Regions from separate parts of the Mus musculus genome. Here region 2 is linked to region 1. The links are chromatin contacts, called in public promoter capture Hi-C maps. All regions are on one chromosome and are shown on one strand. The core of a region is the stretch at or near the end of the contact, and the rest is flanking DNA. Distances in the headings are between cores, read along the strand shown. Region 1 overlaps Slc22a23 (solute carrier family 22, member 23). Region 2 has its middle 29 kb from the start of Eci2.

The links. Capture Hi-C pulls out chosen DNA fragments and counts their contacts.
Region 2: a promoter capture Hi-C map of liver shows a contact between it and region 1, with 2.9 times the contacts expected there. The contact joins two enhancer-like sites. A contact is called at or near these places in 1 of 39 promoter capture datasets (the C10 cell line) and 1 of 9 other capture datasets (liver).

The regions. Positions count from the first base shown.
Region 1 is chr13:34,238,042-34,242,229 of GRCm38.p6, reverse strand. All of the region lies in intron 3 of Slc22a23 (solute carrier family 22, member 23), which reads left to right. Among named protein-coding and RNA genes, the nearest start is that of Gm52037, 42 kb to the right of the region's middle. Within about 2 kb of position 2,294, at least 74 of the 459 cell types and tissues checked have an H3K27ac peak or open chromatin away from gene starts, as enhancers often do. A contact at or near this core is called in liver, where this site is marked.
Region 2 is chr13:35,020,668-35,025,333 of GRCm38.p6, reverse strand. It overlaps a transcript of Eci2 not described here. Among named protein-coding and RNA genes, the nearest start is that of Eci2, 29 kb to the right of the region's middle. Within about 2 kb of position 1,768, at least 4 of the 459 cell types and tissues checked have an H3K27ac peak or open chromatin away from gene starts, as enhancers often do. A contact at or near this core is called in liver, where this site is marked.

The DNA of each region.
Region 1 (4,188 bases), core at 1,045-3,544:
TTTAAAAGGAAGATGTCTTTGAATGATCGCATACAGGGGAGAGAAGGGGCAAGGGGCTAAATCTTGTGTTTGAAATAAGATCTCCATTCAAGTCTTGGGTGCTATAGACCATTTGGCCCATTTGACAGCTGGCTTTAAGGGCTGCCTCATTCCTAACCATGGTGGTTAGCAATATGTGGAAGTGTGGGTGACAGTAAGTTCTGAGTCTAGAACATGCCTCCAGGCTCACAGTGTTGAGAGCTGATAACTTTTACAAACTGACAGATACAGGAAGACATTCCACGGGTGCTCCTGTCATCTACCTAAGAGGAGCGCCTTCTGAAACAGTTCAGCTGCCACAGATCCCCTTTCAGAGAAGTTCTCTACCAGGGACAAAGCATGACTCTGGTCCTCAGAGCTATGTCACAAAGAGAAAGTGCACAAGCAAACCTTACTAAAACCTTTCATTATTATTTCTTTGTATTTCATTGAGATTCTACACTTCTCTCTTTGTTAAAATAATATTCAAAGCCCCAATGGTAACTTTTAAGGCACTTTGTAAGCTTCTTCGGTGTGTTCTTCAGCTTTCCAGCACTATAACAGAATACCTGAGAGGATCAACTATAAAGACAATAAATTTACTGTGGCCTGCAGATTTGGAAGTGTCAGTATATAATCTGTTGTCTCTGTCTTTGGGCTCCAAGCAAGATAGCACAGTACGGGAGAGTGTGTGATTGAATGAAATGGCTCATTTCTGGATCAGGGAGCAAAAGAGGGAAGAGAAAAGACACACCGTCAGTCTTCTTTAAAGGCAGCTTCCGGCCGACCTATGGAGCGCGCTTTCACCAAACCCTGCTTCTTTTCTCCCACCTCCAGGGTAACATCCTGAGCTCCCAACACCAACCATCAACATCTGGGCCTACGGGGACATTCAGTAGCCAGACTCTAGCAGTCAGATTAGGTACCTGAGTCAGCTGTGTCTTTTCTCATGTTTCTCTTCCATGAGTGTAATTCATGGACTTCCAAATATTGTACCTGAGAAAGCAGAGAAGGCCTCCCACTGGAACACCAGTATGAAGGTGTTACTTCTAGGATAGTGGTTTGAGGCAGCTGAAAAAGTCCCAGCTATCCCCCAACATTTGCTAGTGAGGATTCTTTTTCTTAAAAAGACATGTTTTTAATATTTTAACTGTCTACATGGGAGTGGGTCTGTGCACATTGAGTGCAAACGTTCAAAGTCCAGCGGCATCAAAGCCCCTCCTGGAGCTAGAATTGGAAGTGGTCATGAGGCACCTGGTGTGTGTGTGTGTGTGTGTAGAATCCCAGTCCTTTGCAAGAGCAGTCTGTCCCCTTAACTGCTGGGCCATGTCTCCAGTATTCTTAAGCTGGCTCCAGGAACCTCCTGGGACATGTGGCTTCCTAGGCTATCCTGGGTATAGAACCCCCAAGACAGTCTACTGAGGGTCAGAGAAGTCTTGTCCTAAAAAAGTCCCACTCTGTGAAATTCTGTATATAGTAAGGGAACAGAGTGGGAATCAAGATCTAGCATCCACACATGCATGCACTCACAGGGTGAGTAAGAGTTGAGGTCCTGGGGCTAAATTCAGAATATTGGTTTATGTTTTGTATTTGGTTGCCTGCATTTCAACTTTGCTTTTACCTCATTTCTTGGCTGCAGGATTTCTTTGATGGAGTCAAATCAGTGTGTGTGTGTGGGGGGGGGGGGTAGGGAGACTGTCTTAGTTAAAGTTTCTATTGCTGCATCAAAACACCATGACCAAAACAACTTGGGGAGGAAAGGGTTTATTTATCTTATGCTTCTGTATCACCACTGTTCATCATTGAAGAAAGTCAAGACAGGAAATCCAACAGAACTGGAACCTGGAGGCAGGAGCTGATGCAGTGGCCATAGAGGAGTATTGCTTACTGGCTTGCGCCACATGGCTTGCTCAGCCTGCTTTCTTATAGAATCTAGGACCAGCAGCCCAGGGATGGCGCCACCCACAAGGGGCTGAGCCCTCTTCCATCAGTCACTAATTAAGAAAATGCTCTACTGGCTTGCCTCCAGCCTGGTTTTATGGAGATATTTTCTTAACTGAGGTTCCCTCCTCTCAGATGACATTAGCGTGTGTCAAGTTGACATAAAACTATCCAGCACAGACACCAAACCACATTGGGTTTGGCTTGAAATTACAAGCTCCATCTTGGGATAAAGGGATAAAATGGTAACTGAAAATAAGTTTTCACTCAGCTGTACCTGAAACTTAAGCTCCGCCTCGTTGGTCTTGGGATAAACCACTGGTTTCAGACTCACTAACTTGGATAATCTTTTGAACTCTATTGAGCAGAGTTCATCCTCTGTCCACAGATCAAAGCATATATAACCACTTAGGAGCTCAGATTCGTTTATGCAGAGGGAGAAATATACGGAGATTTAAGTTATCATCAAAAAAAAAAAAAACCTGTTAACCTTATTTGAAATAATTTACACAATCTGTTTTTCCCAAAGCACATGACTTGAGTTATATTTTAACCAAGTGTGAAGATAGGCCAGGCCCCGGCTTGTTTTCCGCTTTGCCTGCCTTTTCTCCCCGCCCCCAGCGCTCCACTGGGGATTTTGCTCACAGTGGGTGTTCCTCTATTCTCTCTCCTGTTCGCTTGGTCAGAGACGCCTAATGAGGCTCTGAAGCAGAGGCTGAACATTGGCCCCCAGATGTCTGCTGTAGCTTTTCTATGGTGACATTTACATCTGAATGTCACCTGATACCCTGGGAACAGCAGTTGTGACTCAAACCTCAGTAGAATAGTGTGATTTTTTTTTTCCCACCCTGTGTTTTCATGGTTTGGACCCCAAGATGGGAGAGAAGCTATCTAATTCCGTAGGGGGTTTCCAGGGAGGTCTGACAGATATCTAAGTACAGTTGAACTTCAAACGAGTCTTTATAACTTCACCTTGTCGTGAAGGGTCCTTGGGGCTCCGTGCAAGTTTTGCTTTGATCTACCAGTTGTGTTTGGTCGTTTCCCATTTGCTACCATTTGAGTCCGTTCACATTTTTCCTCCCAGTATAGGGAATGCTTTCTAAGTTCTTTCCGCTTGAGAGGGGTTCTCAGGTGAGTCTCAGCAGCCTCTGAAAACTCCGGGTAGAGACCCCCTCTTTCTGTGAAGTGCCTTTACATTCTTAATGATTTCCTTCAGGACCCTGTGACCCCCAGATTTGCAGAAGTTTGCTTCAGTGGTGGAGTGACTAGGACTGTTTGACAGGCATGTGTGACGATTGGACCACTATGTGCATGTGGAATCCGAGGCAGGCTTGAGCCCAGTCCATTTAATACCACCCTAAGGAAAGAATTCGGTGTGGAAATGAGGCTCTTTTACACGGAGTAGCGTCACCCTTTGTTACTTCTGTTTCCTAACAAATGCATGAAGTATTCCTGCCCTCCCATTGCTCTCAGCCCATGGATTCTGTGGTCTTAGGCTCCAGCACATGACAGGCTGGCCTTTCACAGGCAGCCGTGGCATCTGCTTTCTACAAGGCTTGTGTTGTGTCGCGTTAGACATTTACTACAGCAATTGTCTGGTGCTTTCTCGTGTGGGATTTTGAAAATCAGTTTTTGCCTTTCCACAAAGGAACATTTAGGGAAAGGGCTGTGGTTAAAGATGAGGTCACTTTGCAAGCTGCTGCCATTTTCATGCAAAAAGCCCCCAACTTTTGCAAATTATAAGCATTTACAGAAGTTCATTTGTGTTGATTTCTTGGAAGTAAAGGGGCATTTTGTCTTAGATGCTGTCACTGCTTTAAGGGGGTTGGGAGGGGGGTTCCAAGGCCAGTGGGGGAGGGGCGGGGGAGTCCAAAGCCAGTCATAGGTGTCTGACGATGCTCCTGAGGTACTACTCTCAAGCGCTGCTCTAGGCACTGAGTGAAGTGCAGGCTTTTGCCTGAGCCACTCTTAGAAATGATTTCCCCAGGCTGTGTCTGCTTAAATGCCTTGCCCAAGGTCACATGGCTAGAACATAGAAAATGGCAATTCCAGCCACCCTCAATTCCAGTGACCCTGTCTCCTGCCCCACACCCCAAGCTACCCTTCTCAGTCATAGTGGCTTTGTAGAAGAGGCTCTGGGGCCTTGGAACTTCCCCACAGGGAGGGAAGAAGGTGAGAAAATGGGCACTAGAGGATTCAGTCACTTTTATTTATTTTAAAAGTGTGTGT
Region 2 (4,666 bases), core at 519-3,018, 780 kb before region 1:
TAGGATACCCAAGATATAAGATACAATTTGCTAAACACATGAAACTCAAGAAGAACCGAAGACCAAAGTGTGGACACTTTGCCCCTTCTTAGAAATGGGAACAAAATACCCATGGAAGGAGTTACAGAGACAAAATTTGGAGCTGTGACGAAAGGATGGACCATCTAGTGATTGCCATATCCAGAGATCCATCCCATAATCAGCTTCCAAACGCTGACACCATTGCATACACTAGCAAGATTTTGCTGAAAGGACCCAGATATAGCTGTCTCTTGTGAAACTATGCCGGGACCTAGTAAACACAGAAGTGGATGCTCACAGTCAGCTATTGGATGGGTCACACGGCCCCCAATGGAGGAGCTAGAGAAAGTACCCAAGGAGCTAAAGGGAACTGCAACCCTATAGGTGGAACAACAATATGAACTAACCAGTACCCCGGAGCTCTTGTCTCTAGCTGCATATGTATCAAAAGATGGCCTAGTCAGCCATCACTGGAAAGAGAGGCCCTTTGGACTTGCAAACTTTATATGCCCCAGTACAGGGGAACGCCAGGGCCAAAAAGGGGGAGTGGGTGGGTAGGGGATTGGGGGGGTGGGTATGGGGGACTTTTGGGATAGCATTGGAAATGTAAATGAGGAAAATACCTAATGAAAAAAGAAAAAGAAAAGAAAACAATATAGCCACTCTTACAACACCTTTGGACTTCCCATATGCATAGCTTTAATTTTAAATGAATGACTCTGACCCAGAAGTAACTAAGCTACCATGCGCACGTGCCTCTGTCTGTGTGTGTGTGTGTGTGTGTGTGTGTAAGCACGCGCGTGCACGTGCGTTGGGGTAATTATTTGTTGAATGCAGCCAACAAGTTTTAAATTTTAAAAAAACAAAAAGAAAAATACAAATATCCTATTAATATTGGAAACAACAAGTGACTAGAGGAAGAGGTTTTAAGTACTATTTTGGGTCAGCTGGGGTTAGTTAGTAAAGTAATTCTTCCCTTGTAAAATCTGTTAAATATTCTGAGAAAAAAAATTCTCATTCCTTTTCCATACCATGTTTCATGTTCTATACAGTAAGTACAGAGCAAAGCCCTTTGTTACAGACAATGGGAACAGACAGACACTACACAGACACACACACCCCAGGCAGACAATAGCCTATAGACCACAGGTGACATACAGAAGAAAAGCATAGGCAAAAAGGTGAATAATTCAAATTTGGCCTGACTCTTGCTCAAAACTGCTCCAAGAGGAAGACTTTTTTATTTCTTAGTTCAGTATCAATGAAGAAAATGTCAGGGATTTTAGTGGAACCTACCCATAGCACCCTATATACTTTAAATAGTCCATGCATTAGCTATAACACTGTGTGTGTGTGTGTGTGTGTGTGTGTGTGTGTGTGTGTGTGTATGTAGTGTCTGTCTGTTCCTATTGCGCGTGGTATTATATGTATATGTGGTATTACACACACACATATATATATATATATATATATACACATATATATATATATGCACACATATATATGTGTGTGTATATGTATGTGTGTGTGTGTGTGTGTGTATGGTATATATGGTATAAGAGAGATATACCATACAAATATTCTATAGATTGTATTGGTTGGGGACTAATGAAGAGAAAAGAGTATGTACATGTTTAGTACAGGCCTGATTTCTATTTCACAAGTGTTTTTGATCTGTGGTTGGTTGGGTCCACAGGTACAGACCCACGAAATGGAAATAGCCCAGCTGGTGTTTGTTTACTTACTGTATTTGGAAATGATTCACCAGTGGCCAGTTAGGGGTGTTTCCAGGACAGGGCAGGATGAACAATAGACTAGAAGACAACCAAAGTTTCTTCTAGGCCTTGGATGCCATTTTTATAAACACAGCAGTTGCAGTAGCCTGGCCCCACCACTCACAATGCTTCCCTGGGGCCAGTCCTACCTGAGCCTCAGATCACACCAGGCAGCCTTGGGCTAGAAAAGCTGCCTCACCTGATCCTTTCTCTGTTCTCCTCACTGCTCTGTGCTTCCCTCAGGCCTTTGCCCCACAGTGACTTCACATTAATAGAGAACTTAATACATCAAGGTCTGCCTCCTAGTCTTCCCTGAGATCCAGTGTGACTAGGCAACATCTCTTCCCTAGGACCTCACCCATAGTCAGAGCTTAGTTACTACATGAACGTCTACTTTGGGTCCATTGCTTTTCACGACTGGAAGTTTTCTGAAGACCTGGTGTTTCCATGTCCATTTCACATTTCATTGAGCTAGTCCTGGCTTTCTGCAGTTCACCTAAGTGGCCAGTGATCAGTCCTTTGAGAAATCCTCCTTCCAGAAAAATTGACACTCCAAGACCTTTCAAGACTTCTCTTGAACTTGTTCATTCTGCTGTAATGCCAATGTCTCTGGCTACCACTGCTACAGAAATAATATATCTATCCAGTGAGATATCACTCTACACACCTAGAAATTAAAACAGAAATATTTCTACTAAAAAAAAGCATATAGCCAGCTGTGGCTTGTGCCTGAAGAAGATTCAGGCTCAAACAGCAGACTTTTACTAATTTATATGCACGTGCACTGCCATCCTTAAATCTCTTTTAAGCCCGTGCCCCAGATTATACTTTGCACAATTTAAGCAAAGGTAAAGATACTCTAAGTCTAGTGACTTGGGCGGTCATTTACAAAGCAAAGACAGCTGTAATTAGAATACTTAAGTTCACCAGCATTGGTTTTGTTGTTGTTGTTGTTTTGGTTTTTTTTTTTTTTCTCCCACAGCTGTTACCTAGAGTCATCTTGCTCACCTGGCAGAATTATGTTTTTAGTAAGAGCACAGGATGACAGATGCCATTCAGGAGGCACTGTAGTGGGCAAATGAGCTTCTTGGGTGACAGCCCACTGTATTGGGCAATTTTCCTGCAGATCAATAGGAAGATGAACTTTTATAAACTAATATTGTTAAGATGAGTAATTATTTTTTCAGAATTTCTGGTTTGATTTAAATAGTTTTAGGAAGCTAGGGTAATTGGTAAAATATTTAAGAAGGTGGCTTAAGTTATAACAAAGTTAGAATTGAGAATAGAATGTGCCCCCTCCCTTATAGTGAGGGCTGCATATGTTACAAAAGGAGGACAGTGGGCCTTCATGAATTACAAGCACATATTGTACTTGAAAGAAAAAAAAATAGGCTTGGGACAAGTTAATGATCAAAGAAAACATTTATTCTAGGTTGGGTCTGAGTTCCTAGATCTTGTGACCTATGTATATGGCCATAGGTTTTAGTGTGCATTCTGATAAGACAGGGCTATGAATAAAGAGTAAATAATTCTTTTATAAGAGTAGAGAGTGAATGATTAGCCAATTTAGCTGACCAAGCCTTCAAAAATAAGAGGTAATAAGATAGATGCTGGTCTGTTTCTTGGTAAATAGAAATTGTCAGCTAAGCATAGGAAAAGCCCTTGCTTCTGTAGACTGGTTTGCTTAAACGTTGTTAATCAATGACAAAGGAGTTATCACTTTGGGGTTATGATGAACTTGTGGAGAGAAAGATAGATGGGAAATGTTTGATTAGTATGAGTTTCAAAAGATGAATACATAGTCAATAATCCTGCTGTAATTTTATTTTGTGTAATGGTTTTAATCTGCTTTTGAAGAATTTTTGTGGTAATTATTTTTAGAAAATATGTTAGTTGTGGCTATGGGGTCTTATAGAACATCTTAATCCTGACCTGGGGTTTCTACCCCTCTTTGACTATTTAGTTCCCAGATAAAAGCCATTTTATTTAAAATAAGCCTTAAACAGCAGAAGAGCTGGGCAGATACCTACCTACTATGCTATTAGAATCCACTTTTCCATTGATAACCCCAAGTTATTACTTCCTATGTTTCATCCAGGCTGCTCTTAACTCCAATTCGACAGCCTTCAGGGCCATATTCTCTTGAACTCACCTAACCCATGGTGGCTTCTCTCTCTTCCATTCATCTTCTTCCTTGTGGTTCTCCTCTGATCTCAAGCCCAGAAAACCTAAATCCCACCTATGTCTCTTCTGGCCAGCTATTGGCTCTTGGCATCTTTACTTACCAATTGGAAATAACTTGGGGTCAGGATCACAGATCTACGTGCAGCCTGGCTTGTACACCACTTACTCCTAGTCACATGGGAGGTAACACTACTTTAGCTAAATTCTACTTTGTGTACCTTGGTATTTCCTACGCAAAATTATTGGTAAATACTTTTTTATTTATTTTTTAATTAGATATTTTCTTCATTTACATTTCAAATGCTATCCCAAAAGTCCCCCAGACCCTCCCTCCCTCCCTCCCAGTAAATTCTTTCTTTTTTTTTTTTTTTTTTTAAAGTTTTTTTCGAGATAGGGTTTCTCTGTGTAGCCCTGGCTGACCTGGCACTCACTTTGTAGACCAGGCTGGCCTCGAACTCAGAAATCCGCCTGCCTCTGCCTCCCAAGTGCTGGGATTAAAGGCGTGCGCCACCATGCCCAACTAAATTCTTTATATCATAAATTTTACTAGTTCAAGTTTCTGGAGAAACATCACCACTTCCATTCTGGAGAGAATTACAACTATAACAAATGCATATTCTCACTAGCTTTTATCACCATTCGTCTGAGGACAGCCAGTCAATCTTTTCAGTTTTCAAAGTTCTTCA